3 separate regions of the Mus musculus genome follow, and all the other regions are linked to region 2. Evidence: chromatin contacts called from public HiChIP or PLAC-seq and Micro-C data. All regions are on one chromosome and are shown on one strand. Each heading gives the region's core, a stretch centred on a gene start, on an enhancer-like site or on the middle of the called end of the contact. The rest is flanking DNA. Distances are from core to core; before and after follow the strand shown.

Region 1 (4,008 bases), core at 1,361-3,860, 490 kb after region 2:
TGTATGTAAATGATGTTGTCCAGGGAAGGTCAAAGAAAGTCAAGGCACATTGAGCAAGGGAAAGTCTCATCGTGAGTTAAATAAATACTAGGAGCACTGATTAATCTGTAACATTAGAAAAATATATATAGGTCTCAATGCAAGAGAAGTGTACCAAGAAGGCCAGGACAGATGGATTTGCTTTCTGGATTTTTAAGGTCCAGTAAAACAGTACAAATGATCACAACGAGTAAGTGGTCACTTAGCCAGGCAGTGGTGGCGCACGCCTTTAATCCCAGCACTTGGGAGGCAGAGGTAGGCGGATTTCTGAGTTCAAGGCCAGCCTGGGTCTACAGAGTGAGTTCCAGGACAGCCAGGGCTATACAGAGAAACCCTGTCTCGGAAAAACAAAAACAAAAACAAAAGCAAAAACAAACAAACAAACAAAAAGAATAAGTGTGCACTTGAATTTACTGGTTACATAGCTCTGCTTCACTTAGTTCACAAAAAGCCTGGTTATTATAGTTGCACAAAAGCTACATAGGGTTTTATATATGGTTTTATATTTGCATACATTTAACATACCAAAAATACTTTAACAATGAAAGACTCTAGGTTGGATTCTGGTTTGAGACATTCTGTGGTGGGTAACTAGGAGCCACTAAGAATGATGTGACAGCTTTGTGCATTAGTGAAATCACTCTCTAAAAGGCTGCGGCAGGTTGGGAATCGAGAGTCTCCAAGTGTAGGCAGGAAGAACAATCAGAAGGCTAATTAATAATGGGATAGAAAACAGGAAGGCATAAAACTACTGGGATGAAAAGACTGGACAGAAATAGAATCAAAAGTACTTGGTTGTGGGAGAGGCAGAGATGGTCTAATGACTCTCCTTAGGGATCCCAGTGGTAAGATCAATAGCACAGGAAGGGAGCATTCAGAAGGCCGGGTAAGAATGGGGACTGCCCAAGCCGTGAATATTGTGCAGTCCCTCAGCCAGCTCACTGGCTGTCGACTGTGAGGAAAGAAACCACTTACTATGATGATTTAGGGGCCAAGCTTGATGCCTCGTGGAAAAACCTGAAAAACACTGAGAGGCAACTGGCCTTGAAGTACCACCCTGGTAAGAGTGGACGTGAAGGAGAAGCAAGTAAACAGTCTTCTCAAGCGCACAGAGTTTCCAGAGGTTAAGCATTCAGACCTGGGAGAAACTGGGGGGACTTTGGTCCAAACCAAGAAAGACAGCGCCATTACAGTAGAGCAGCAAGTGAGGGGCATGGCCCTCATGTCTGAATGGGTGGTCTGCATCCAGTTGTTGGGACTTAATATGTTAAAGTGAATGCGCGGAAGGTATGATCACAATATGCCCACTACTTGCTACTGTTTTTGTGGTAATAGTGGAGCATAGTGGCATCTTAGAAGTCATGTGAAAAACAAGCACAGAAACCAAAGCTCAGCCATGGTGGGAGAGCACAGAAAGACAAGAGCTGCGACAAGAAAGACAAAAAGGAAATGATGAGTGCAATTCAGCAATGATTTGCATTTCGCTTCAGCCAAAGAAAATCCAGCTATATTTTTCTGGGTTCCAGCATTTCAGTGACAGCTGCATTCATGAATGACCAAATTAACTATTGTGGAGCTTTCTAAAAATATACAAAGCACTCACTCCACCGTATGCTATAAGCAGGTCATGAAATATCAGGGGGGGAAAAAAAAAACCTCCAACAAAACAACCAAACAAACAAACAAAAAAGCCAGACCCCGAAGGAAATGCATCAAGGGTATAAGAGTTTTCCATTTAAAACAACAAAATGAAACGGCTAACGTTTGATCCAGCACATCCATCCTGTACTGTACTTCTGTCGATCAGAAAGCTGGTGTGCTTACTGACTTTTTCTTTAAGCACTTAAGATCACGGAGTGGCATGCCAAGTCTATTAAGTCTATGTGGGAGATGCAGACACCACACTAAAGGGGTTTACAATGAGGTTACGGGTCGCATTTGGTATACAGTTACGGAAATTTTTAGTATGTTAGTAATTTTGAACACGCAGGCTGAGCTAGTTCACAGAGAATGTTATTTTTTACTTAGAGAAGTCAACCTGGATTATCTTAGGCAGTTCAATAAGAATGCAAACATTTCATATTTTATTCCCTATAAGGGGGAAAAATGGAAGGAGGAAGAAAACACAGCAATTACCACAAAACCAGTCAGGGTCCCCGCTGGCCACACAAGGACGAGCCTTTGGGAAGGAGAAATTCAATCCTACTTTGATGGGAAAAACAGCAACTTTCACCACTAATTACCATACAAAAGCATAGTGGTTACACAACTAAATGTTGAAGTCAACCTCATCCACAACGTCCCAAGTGCGGCTGAGGGAAAGCCACGGGGCGTACCTTTGGAGGGTCCCACTGGCCACAACGCCCCTCTGGACGCGTGGCCAGAGCCTTGCAGGGCCAAAGGAGGGGTTGGCAGTCGTCCCACGACCAGGGCAGAAAGGGACTGCTTCCTGGGACACACAGGTGAAGCGACACCACCAGGTGGCTGCACAGCACCCACCAAAGCTATCCAGGTTTACCGCGTGCAGCCCGGAAGGCTACCCGACCCACTGCGCAGCCCTACGGCGCAGCCTATTAGGGCCAGGAGAGGCGGGCTAGGGGCAGGGAGGGGTGGGGCGGGGCCAGGCCAGCCCTCGCTCTGCCTGACGGGAATTGTAGTTCTGAAAAAGAAGCCATAGGGGCGGAAAAGGCCAAGGGGACTACATTTCCGGGAGAGGGAGTGGATACGGAGGGCCGCGAGGTGCAGCGTTAATCCCGAGAGCAGAAAGAAGGGCCAGGAAGGCGCCGTTGATTCTGTTCCTTTGCGTCAAATCCGTGTGTCGCTACCTCTTGATCTCTGCCCCGAGTCCCCAGCGCGGGGTCCCGCGTCAGCCTTCCTTTGAGGTTCGCAGGTGGCGGCTGCCACCCCTCGCGGAAGTGAGGGGCGCGCCCCTCCTGGGCCCTGCGGACCCCTAGTCTCCATGGGCCGGACCCGGAAGGCCAATGTGTGCCGCAGGCTGAGTCGCCGGGCTCTGGGCTTCTATGCACGCGACGCAGGCGTGGTGCAGAGGACGAACCTGGGCATCCTGCGGGCGCTGGTGTGCCAGGTGACGCCCGCCGAAGTCGGGGTGCCCGGGGTCCAACCTCCTGCCGGGCTGCAGTTTTTTACGCGCTCTGATACCCCTTTGAGGGTCTTACGTGGGGAGGGGCATCCGTGTCCCGCAATTAGGGTATTAGAAAATAGGTACTCAGGTCCGCCGCCTGGCGTAGTTTTTAAAAAGCTTCTTTTGCCTTCCTGCAAACAATCGATTCAAAACTTGGGCATCCAACTAAACCGACATCTATGGGCAGAGGGAGAAAAAAAAAAAAAAAAAAGGAGAAACAATGTACTTTAAAACTGTAGATTTCAACTACCCACCGAAAATGGTTCCATAGCAGGGGACTGAGTTCTTTCCTAAACTGAAATTCTTTGTGTCTTTCAGGAGAGTACTAAATTTAAGAATGTTTGGACAACTCATTCCAAGTCACCTATAGCCTATGAGAGAGGAAGAATATATTTTGACAATTACCGGTGCTGTGTCAGCAGGTAAATTCTTGGTGATGATTTTTTTTTTTTTTTGCTATAATCCACCTGACCCTAGTTTTTATAGAACCACGTGGCTTCTTTAGTACTTAGTGAAATTGGAAGATGAAAAAAAAAAAAAAAATGAGTCCATAATAAAACTAGGTGGAAAATGCATGTGATCTTAAAAACTCGTTAAGTCTAAAGTTTCGGACTTCATCTTTGTAAATACTTTTATTTCACACAAAATTATAGCACAGGCAAAATAATACGTTTCTCAGCACAGTTTGCTGTTTTATACCCATTTAAAGATCAGAGTCCAGAAAATGGGTTGTGAAATAATTAGATGCTGCTTAGGAGACAGGCATTTTGTTTTAGAAGTACTTTTTTTTTTTTCCCAAGAGAAAAAAAATGTTCAAACAAAAGTAT
Region 2 (4,027 bases), core at 851-3,350:
GAAGAAAGGAGGGGGGAGGGAGGGAGGGAGAGAGAGAGAGAGAGATAGATAGATAGATAGATAGATAGAGAGACCCAGCCTGGTTTGACTTGTGATATCTACTATTGTAGAATATTCTTTTCTTTTCCACGTGGATTTTGCTAAAGCCCTAGGATTGAGAGCTTTTAATTCCGTTGTCAAAGAAAGACATGGTTGAAAATTTCTCCATCTAGTGCCACAGGTGAAGCGTCTTTACAGAGTCTTGGAGGAAGATTAAGGAGACAGAGGAAGGCCGCACCTAGGCAGAATTGTGGGTACTTAGGGTCGGGAGGATTTATGCTTCCTCCCTCCTGACCAGCGAGTCTTGAGTGATTGACATTAGTCAGTGACACCCAGATTCCTGACTGATGTCACTATATCTTTTAACGAAGGCCAGGAAAGGGGGCGTGGAAGAAACTCCGAGTTTACCTCCTCGTAAACAGTTTCAAGATATTCTGAAAAGCTCTGAGGTGCGTGGTTTGAGGGGCCATTTCCTTCGTGAAACACACACACACACACACACACACACACACATACATACCTAACAGGATCGCAGGGGAACTTCTGTTCCAACTCAGCTCAGCCCACCCTTCGGGTGCTTTTTGTTTTTAAAATGTGCGGGGGCTTTTATGTGAGGCCCAGAGAAAACAGCAATGTTCTCTTTGGTCGCAAGGAGCAGCTTAGTTACTTCAATCCCTTTTGTTGATCAGACCGTATCCTCCCAGCCCTGAGGCTTCCAGCTCCCTCACGAAAATTTCGGTGATTTATACTATTTGTTTTTGATGTTTCCGTTGAGTGGTGATGAAAGTCGCTAAGATGGTCACAAAAAAAGAGACAGGCCTGGGATAAACCATCGAAGACCCAGAGGTGCACATGAATAAACCGGTCTGCTGCTCCACAATATGAGGGAAATCTCTATGAAAACGAGTAAAGCGATCATAGAGTACTCCCCATCACTCAGACAGGCCCAAAAATCCAGTTTGTTTTGCCCCTAAAGGATGAGAAACGGAGGGAGAGGAAAAAGAAAGCCAGGAGGTAGCGGCGAGAAGGCTAGAAGAGGCCGGCCGTTACAGAGCCTTTCGGGCATCTCCAGGTGTTGTCTAGGGCGCACCAGGGAAAAGGCCGCCAGCACGGGGTCTCTGTGTGTTTGGCGCCCTCTGGTGGAAATTTTTTCCAATACCGCCTTTTTATGGTGGGGGACTTCACCCCGCTCAGTAATGTGCTTAAATATTGCCAAGAGAGAATCATTGAACAGCGTGAAACTGAAAAGAAGCGAGGAGAGCGGGCCAAGACACGGAGTGCCGTCCTGGCTTCCCGGAGCCACCCTCCATGCTCTGCTGCCCCAGGCGTGTGGAGCGGCACTCGTGCGTGTTATTAACCTTCAGACATGATCAATTACGAAGATTTCTTTTACCCCTCTCCAGGGAGAGGGCTCAGAGAAAGGGAAATAGACCCCTTGCCTCTTGTGGTGCCAGGTAGCTGTGTTCGAACGAGGTAGTGTGGAGATGGACTGGAAGAAGAAACGGGAGTGCAGAAACTCCAGGGTCTGTCTGGGTGGTCCCCTCATCTCCGCTTTGCCTGTACAGCCATACTGGCTCAGTAGAGCGCTCCCTAGGACACCACCCAGAGAAAACCTTCTGGAATCGCCAATCCAGGACAACCACAGGAGATTGATCAAGGCAAAGCAAATATTCTAGTCTTCTCCAAGATACGGGATGGAGGGCTAGGAAGAGGGGAAGGAAGAATCACCCAGTGAGACAAAATTCTTCGTAGGAATTATATTTTCCCTTGCCCTCACCCAACATCGCCTATCTCAAAAATAATTTAAAAACAAAAAACAAACAAACAAACAAAAAACAGAGCGTGCTGAGTGCATTCTGGATTACTCATAGGACTTTGTCACACACACCCTCCTTTCTGGTCGCAAACCCGTGAGCTGGATTTATAATCGCCCTACAAAGCTCCAGAGGCAGTCAGACACCTGCAAAGGAGCCCCAGCGCTCCGCGGACGAGCTGCCCCCGCGAGCAACGGCCTCGTGATTCCCCCCGCCGAGCGGGTCCCCGCCTCCCCACTCCGCCCCCGCCTCCCCCAAGCCCAGCGGCCGCCTCTCCGGATCTCTCCCTTCTTCAGGCTCTCCCGTGCCGGACCAGGGATCGTGCAAGCAAGGAAGCAGCCCTGGGGTGACACCCAGCACGTACTCCTGTGACAGAGCCGAGCCCAGCCCAGCCCCGGGACGCTTCGCAGAGGAGTCGCGGGAGGGTCCAGCTCGCTGTCGCTGAACCGAGGTGGGTAAATACCGGATCGCCCGGACTTGCCAGAGCCCCGCCTCGGTTATTCAACCCGGTGCCCTCAGCCTGCGGCTTCTTGTCCAGCCCTTTGCCTCACCCCACCAGCACGCGCCTGTCGCCCACCTTCCACAGCCGAGTGCTTCCCGCCAGTCCTGTCGCAGCTGTGGTTTGGCGCACCCATCCCCTACCCTCCTCGCTCTTGAAACCCTTATCAATTTCATTCGGGAGGACACATAAGGGCTGAAGTGACCCCAGAGCCATTTTTTGCCTGCGCTTGGGGGATCGGAGCTCACGGCTGTCGGATACGCGCCTGGGTAGCAGCGGCAGAAGGTGCGAGGAGCGATAACCTGTTACTTCCCCAGCACCCGCGTCCCACCGCCGCCCGCGGAGCTGCGAGAGCGCGCGGAGGTTGCGGGGGGGGGGGGGGACAGATGCTCGGCCCGAGGGACGACACGCAAAAGGCGGCTGGTGGGCTGCGCTCTGCGGGGTCTTAGATTTACCCAGATTACCGTTCTCCTCCCTCTCCTCTCATTCTTTCGCCCGCTCCTTCTCCCCATCTCTTCCTCTTCTCTCGCCCTCTCTCCCTCACTCTGTCCACGAACAAACACCAAATAGGGGAACCGCGCACTCTTCTATCCGAGGTCTCTTGCGCCCTAGGCGCAAATTCGCCACCGGGTGACGGTCTCCTTTTTACCCTCTGCCACCTTCTCTGGCTCAGTGAAACGAACTCTGGGGACTAGGTAGAGTAGAAACAGTGAATCTGGGACGGAGCCTCGCTCTAGGGTTGAGAAAGCTAGAAACGAGGTGGGACAAGAAACTGATCAGCAAGGCTTCGACACGCTGCCTTTTGGCTGTCTGGAGTGCAAGGTGACTGATTCTTAGCGGGTCAAGTCCTGAGGGGCGGAGGACCTATTTCTTCTCACCTTGTCTCACCAAAGTCCCTGTCCCCGGCGCTGTGAGCCTCCTTCTTTCCAAGGAATTGGCCAGACACAACAACGGGAGCCAGACACCGAACCAGACGTGCCCGCCCCGCACGCCCTCCCCCCTCCTCTTCTGCCCGTTCACCAGGCTGCTGGGAGCCCAATGGGGCTTGTCTCGGCTGGGCTGGAATTTGCTCGATGAGTGCTCCCTAGTGCTCCTGGCCCTATCCTCACCCCATCCCTCGCGTCCTGCACCCGCCTCCGGCGCCCCTTAGCTGTGAGCCTCACTCGGAGCACCCCGTTGCGCCTCTAGACTTGAGAGTCGCCCGGGGCTACTGTGCTTGCGCCCCAGTCCCAGAGCTAGCGAGCGCCTCCCCACCCCCTCCCACCGACCGCGCACCAGGACCCAGCCAGCTCGCTGCCCTTGGTCTCCCTTCTGTCTCCGAGACTTCGGTGCCCCGGGCCGCAGGACCTAGAAGCTCTCCCGGCACAGCTCTCCCTTCTGTTTGCAGCCTGTTCCTGCGCCCAGTCTGCGGGGGACCCTTGAACCGTAGAGACCCCAAGACCACCGAGCTGATGGCATCTTCCACTCCTTCGCCTGCAACCTCCTCGAACGCGGGAGCGGATCCTAATACTACCAACCTGCGCCCTACAAGTAGGTCCTGCCCCAGTTTCCTATTAAATGGACTGCAGCGAGGGTGGGGGCGCTGGCACTGCGGGAGGCTGCGCTGTCGGAACGCGAAAGGAGAGCGTAGAAATGATGGAGGCTGAGAAACAAATGGGGCCCTATTCCAGGTTCC
Region 3 (4,583 bases), core at 724-3,223, 390 kb before region 2:
TCTGCTTCTTCTCTGCCAAGAAGGGAGTAGCTCCTTCATGTTCTTACTGCAATCTCCTGCCAAATACACTGACTGAAGAGATCGTGGATGGAATTCTTTGACATCATGAACTAAAACCAACCAGCCTTCCTCCCTCCCTCCCTCCCTCACTCCCTCCCTCCCTCCCTCCCTCCCTTCCTTCCTTCCTTCCTTCCGCTTGTTTCTGGCACGTGTTTTTGGGTTCTTTTTTGTTGTTTTTTGGTTTTGTTTGTTTGTTTTTGTCACAGCAGTAAGAATTCTTATACTAGTTCCATGGGACAGTAGTAGAAAGATAACATGTGACAGAGATCCTTCTTTGTCTTGTCCAACTGGAACCCCATAGATGGTTTGTTTCTTTTCAAGGGTGGAGCACTAATATTTAATTCAGACCCTGGATTTCACTAAAGTTCTACTCTATATGTTTAGCACATTACTGAGAAAAAAACCATTCAGCAATTGTGATAAACACTGTCTTAAGCCGAGGAAAATGTTCCAACCCCATTGATGGAAGTATTGACGTTTGGTGATTAATAAGGAAGTGCTTTCATTGTGATCTAAGCTAAATCAGTGGGCGAATGTCACTGCAGCAAACCCTGATTGCAAGGATGTTTGGGAGGATTCAAAATGTTAATTTTTGCAAGAGCTAGGATAAGAGAGACTTTTCTGACTGGTTTACATGGGCACTTGATGAAAGCCCTCATTAACCCTTTCCTGCAAGGCTTAAGGTCTGGTTAGATGGTTGTTCCCTGTGGCAGGAAAACCACAACTGCCAGCAACTTGGGGGAGCACTCTGACCTGTAATTGCTTGAGTTCTGGCTGCACCTACACCTCTTGGGTGATTTATACAGTGTGAGGATTTTTCCAACCATACCTACAAACGTTCCAGAGTTATACACAGAGATGGTATTTGTCTTAGATAAGAGTAGTAACTATGTTACCATTTTCCTTCCTCTATTGTTAATAACCGCCATCCTTGCTTTTCAAAATTGTAGAGTGTTTGCTTGTTTTGTTCTGTCTCATTTTGGGTGACAGGAAGCAAGATATTCCAGAGTATTTTGTCAACTAAAAGTGAATTTCTTACTGAACATCGGCATCTCGGGTTCCTATTTTGCCTTTGTCCTCTTGCTCTGATGAGCCATTTCAAAACAGGAATGAGCAGGTAAGACGTCATAGCACACTGTATTTAGTTTAGGTTCCGGCTTCCTCTCAAACAAGGGTCTGGACTCCCTGTGCATGTGAGTTGTGCGGCTGACCCTGTATCAGCCTGAGTATGACTGGGGAGTGCTCCTGCAGTGCTCAGTAAGGACACAAGGGGATCCCCCCATCATCAATCACGGAAGGGAGGAATCTCAAAATCCTCTCCCCTAAACTCACTGAGGAACCTGCTAGCTTCAGCCTGGAAATGCCACTGTGTTTGGAAGGGGAAGGACTGCAGCTGAGTCCTTTGACTTGAAGCTGCAGTGGCACCTGTTCTCAGGGCCAGTCTCCCTCTGAGTGTGAGCTGTCTGTTGTCTGAGCCGCTGACCACATCTCTGCACTCAGAATGTCCTTAAAGAAAAGCTCCAACATAGCTGCCTGGACCCCAGGTTCCATTCTAATGTGAGCGGCTCCAGCTTTTTAAAAGTATTCCCGGGTGGTGGGGGGTTAGACTTGACGCCATTTCGATAGTTTTCCCTCCAGGATCTCTTTTCTTTCCTCTCTCCATGCCCACCCCTTGGCTACCCTCTCATCCTGGCAGCTGCGGGAAGGTTTTTCTCCAGCTGTCCATCAAGTCTTCAAAAGGCAGCCAGAATGTAATTGTGATCCATTTTCTACTCTTCAATAGCTGTGCGTAACACACACACACACACACACACACACACACACACACACACACACACGGCTCAGAATTGCAAGGAGAGAAAGCCAGAACTGCCTCGTGACTCACGCAGAGCCCACACTGGTAATTACTGCCATTCATTATTGGCCCAGGAAAGAGAACAAGGGTCTGGGTGGTTCTAAGGAACCAGAAGCCTACCGAGTAGGGGGTGGGGAATGTGCTTCCTCCCTCCATTTCCAGAAAAATAGCTGTCCATGCTCCTCCCAGAGTTTGAATTTGGCTATGCTTATTTAGTGTGCAGTTTAGAATTCTGCAGTGTGACCACATTCTGCTAAGCACCTCTCCCCAGAAAGCCTTCATAACCTTGAGCAGCACCTGACCTTCCTGTTTGCTTAGATGGGGGTTAAATAGGCTCAGTTTCATTAACTCCTGCATGTATTCAAGTGGCAGCTGTCAGGAAGTCCCAGAGGAGCCAACATCTGTGGGAAGGCTCATCTTGGCAAGTTTGTATACTGCCCTCTTCCCTCTGACCCCCTGTCCTGGAGCACCTTTGTGACCGAGCCATGGCTCGGCCATCCTCTAGCTGGTCTCTAGGCATCCTCGGTGCTCTGCATTCCTTTGTGTGTGGTGCCCTATCGCCTCTCATTAGGTCTTTGACTTATTGGGGACAACAAACCATGGTTAGGAAAGGAGAGGCCATACAAAATCTCATCCCCTTCAGCTCCCAGCCAAGAGTGTCCTCTACTGCTATAGGCAATCCAATGAAGTATTAGGGAACTCATGAGCATCCAAGTAAGGAACTATGTATTTTAAGCTAAATGTCTGGCGATAGCTTGGGGATGTGAGAGGTCCTGACGGGAGACTAAGATCTGAGAGAGTTCTCACAGCTGGGGAATGTTGCATTAGCTTTTCGGAGGGGAAGCTTATCTCTTCACTCCAGGTAGGACACCAATGAGAGGCCAAAGAAAGGATTCCCATATGTCGCCTGTGATCCAGTAACTTCATCGGGCTTGGGTGACTGCCCTAACAGCTGCAGCACCAAAATATCCTGCCTGAGTGAAGGGTGATGGCCCCCCAAAAGCTTCATAGGTAGAGTGCCCTCCTTAAACCCCACAATCTCTAGTACCTGAAGCCAATGGGATGGAAATACCTATGGATGGAAAGGAGGCTCAGGAGGGTGGGCATGGCCAGAATCTCAGGTGAGAGTCAGGTGATCCCCAAATCCTTTTTCTCTCTCTCTCTGAGGGACCATCAACAGGTTCAGTCTTGTGAAGGTTTCCTCTGGATATTCACATTTCTCTGACTATGAGGGGCATGGCTGTCTTAAGCCTAAGGACAGCGTTCCACCGCAGGAGTTCTGTCTGGAATGGAGAGTTTACAAGAACTCTGCTGCTGAGGTTGGGACCGACTCTCTGGAGTTAGATGACAATAAAAGACACATTAATGCTGTTGACATGGTGTTGTCCATCATCACTCAGCTTTGTCCCTGTCCTGTGCTTCATCGGTGTCCCATACACGTGGACTTTATGACACCAGACACACTCTCTCTCTCTGCAAGAACCCATTAGCTGCAGGGAATTAGGATCAGGTCAGGAGGACCTTTACTCAAACTTTGGGAACTGTCAACTTACGCTTCAGGTTACATGCATCTGACAGTTCTTGCTGTCTTCATCTGTTCCTGTTTTGTACTCCAAAAATAGCATGCACAATTTGCCTTTTCTTTGGCTTCTGAAGATGGAAGCATCAGGCCTAAGAAGCAGCATTTAGTCTGTGATTTCTGGGAGCCTGCTTGTGTTGTAGCCTGATTCCTCACACATTTATGACACAGTGTCAGGAATAGCCTAGAGACGTAATGAAGGTGAAGTCTGTCCATTCACTTCTACTCTTTAGAAATGGGAAGAGTTACTCACTCCCCTTACTGAACACCCCCAGCTTGCCTGACCTTCTGTTTAATGTTTTTCATGAGTCATGCTTTGATGTTCATTTGATTTCTGTAGTGAATGCATCATTACAATCCCATTTTACATCAGATGGAACCGAGGCTTAGAACAGTCGGTAACATGCAGTGGATCTGGGAAGTGACTTCAGAACTGACGCACCCAGGCTTGCCCAGTCGTGGCTTCTCTTTGTGACTGAACCTTGGTCCAGACACATAGCTGGAAAGTTTATACTCTTCATCTCTCAGAATCTAAGCAGTCCAATGCAAATGTGACCTCTAGATGACAGGTGCCTGGGCTCACTCAGAGCTGACTCCAAAGCCGATTTAGCAGATTATGATTGACAGGGTTACTAGTAATTATTACTGTATTCATAGGTGAAGTGCTTTGTGAAGTAGCCTCCTTTCATTCCTGTTCCTGGGATGATTAAGTGTCCCGACAAAAAGCAACTTAGGGAGAAACGGGTTTATTTGCCTTACAGTTCCAGGTCACAGTCTGTCAATTCACGGAAGTCAAAGCAAGAACTCAAGCAACTAGCCATCTTGACCACAGTCAAAAGCAGAGAAACATGAAGGCACTCATGCTGCCTACTTGCTCAAAACCCAGCTAGCCCTTTCTGCTCATATCTGAATAGCACCAAAGCAGGGAATAGTGCCTCCCATTTTGGTCCAGGTCTTCCTATATCAATTAACAATGAAGATAATCTCAGACATGCCCCTAAGCCAACATGATCCAAACAAATCCGTGACTAAAACTCTCCCTATGAGATTCTACGTTGTGTGAAGTTGAGAGTTAGAATTAACCAGCTC

What was found. A called contact is a pair of places that touch in the nucleus more often than the background predicts. HiChIP or PLAC-seq counts read pairs in DNA pulled down with a chosen protein or histone mark.
Region 1: a Micro-C map of embryonic stem cells shows a contact between it and region 2, with 5 times the contacts expected there. The contact joins the promoter of Mettl8 here to the promoter of Gad1 in region 2. A contact is called at or near these places in 2 of 484 Hi-C or Micro-C datasets (both in embryonic stem cells) and 1 of 9 other capture datasets (embryonic stem cells).
Region 3: a contact with region 2 is called in an H3K4me3 HiChIP or PLAC-seq map of embryonic basal ganglia, with 6 times the contacts expected there. The contact joins the enhancer-like site here to the promoter of Gad1 in region 2. A contact is called at or near these places in 3 of 39 promoter capture datasets (the C10 cell line, hippocampal neurons and neural stem cells), 1 of 15 datasets of contacts at CTCF or cohesin (large pre-B cells), 4 of 484 Hi-C or Micro-C datasets (CD8 T cells, cortical neurons and cumulus cells), 22 of 115 datasets of contacts at active chromatin or transcription factors (the NIH/3T3 cell line, VIP interneurons, bone marrow-derived macrophages and 13 more) and 4 of 9 other capture datasets (adipose tissue, embryonic stem cells, liver and 1 more).

The regions. Positions count from the first base shown.
Region 1 is chr2:71,052,996-71,057,003 of GRCm38.p6, forward strand. Mettl8 (methyltransferase like 8) reads right to left here and starts at 2,611. Exons shown (of 10, transcript NM_145524.3): 1 at 2,376-2,611. Dcaf17 (DDB1 and CUL4 associated factor 17) reads left to right here and starts at 2,749. Exons shown (of 14, transcript NM_001165980.1): 1 at 2,749-3,124; 2 at 3,500-3,603. The coding sequence starts at 2,999.
Region 2 is chr2:70,560,029-70,564,055 of GRCm38.p6, forward strand. Gad1 (glutamate decarboxylase 1) reads left to right here and starts at 2,101. Exons shown (of 17, transcript NM_008077.5): 1 at 2,101-2,304; 2 at 3,740-3,882. The coding sequence starts at 3,804. Gad1os (glutamate decarboxylase 1, opposite strand) reads right to left here and starts at 3,329. Exons shown (of 3, transcript NR_040496.1): 1 at 3,231-3,329.
Region 3 is chr2:70,166,853-70,171,435 of GRCm38.p6, forward strand. The region is part of intron 8 of Myo3b (myosin IIIB); the gene reads left to right. Among named protein-coding and RNA genes, the nearest start is that of Myo3b, 130 kb to the left of the region's middle. Within about 2 kb of position 1,974, at least 39 of the 459 cell types and tissues checked have an H3K27ac peak or open chromatin away from gene starts, as enhancers often do. A contact at or near this core is called in cortical neurons, embryonic basal ganglia, hippocampal neurons and 2 more, where this site is marked.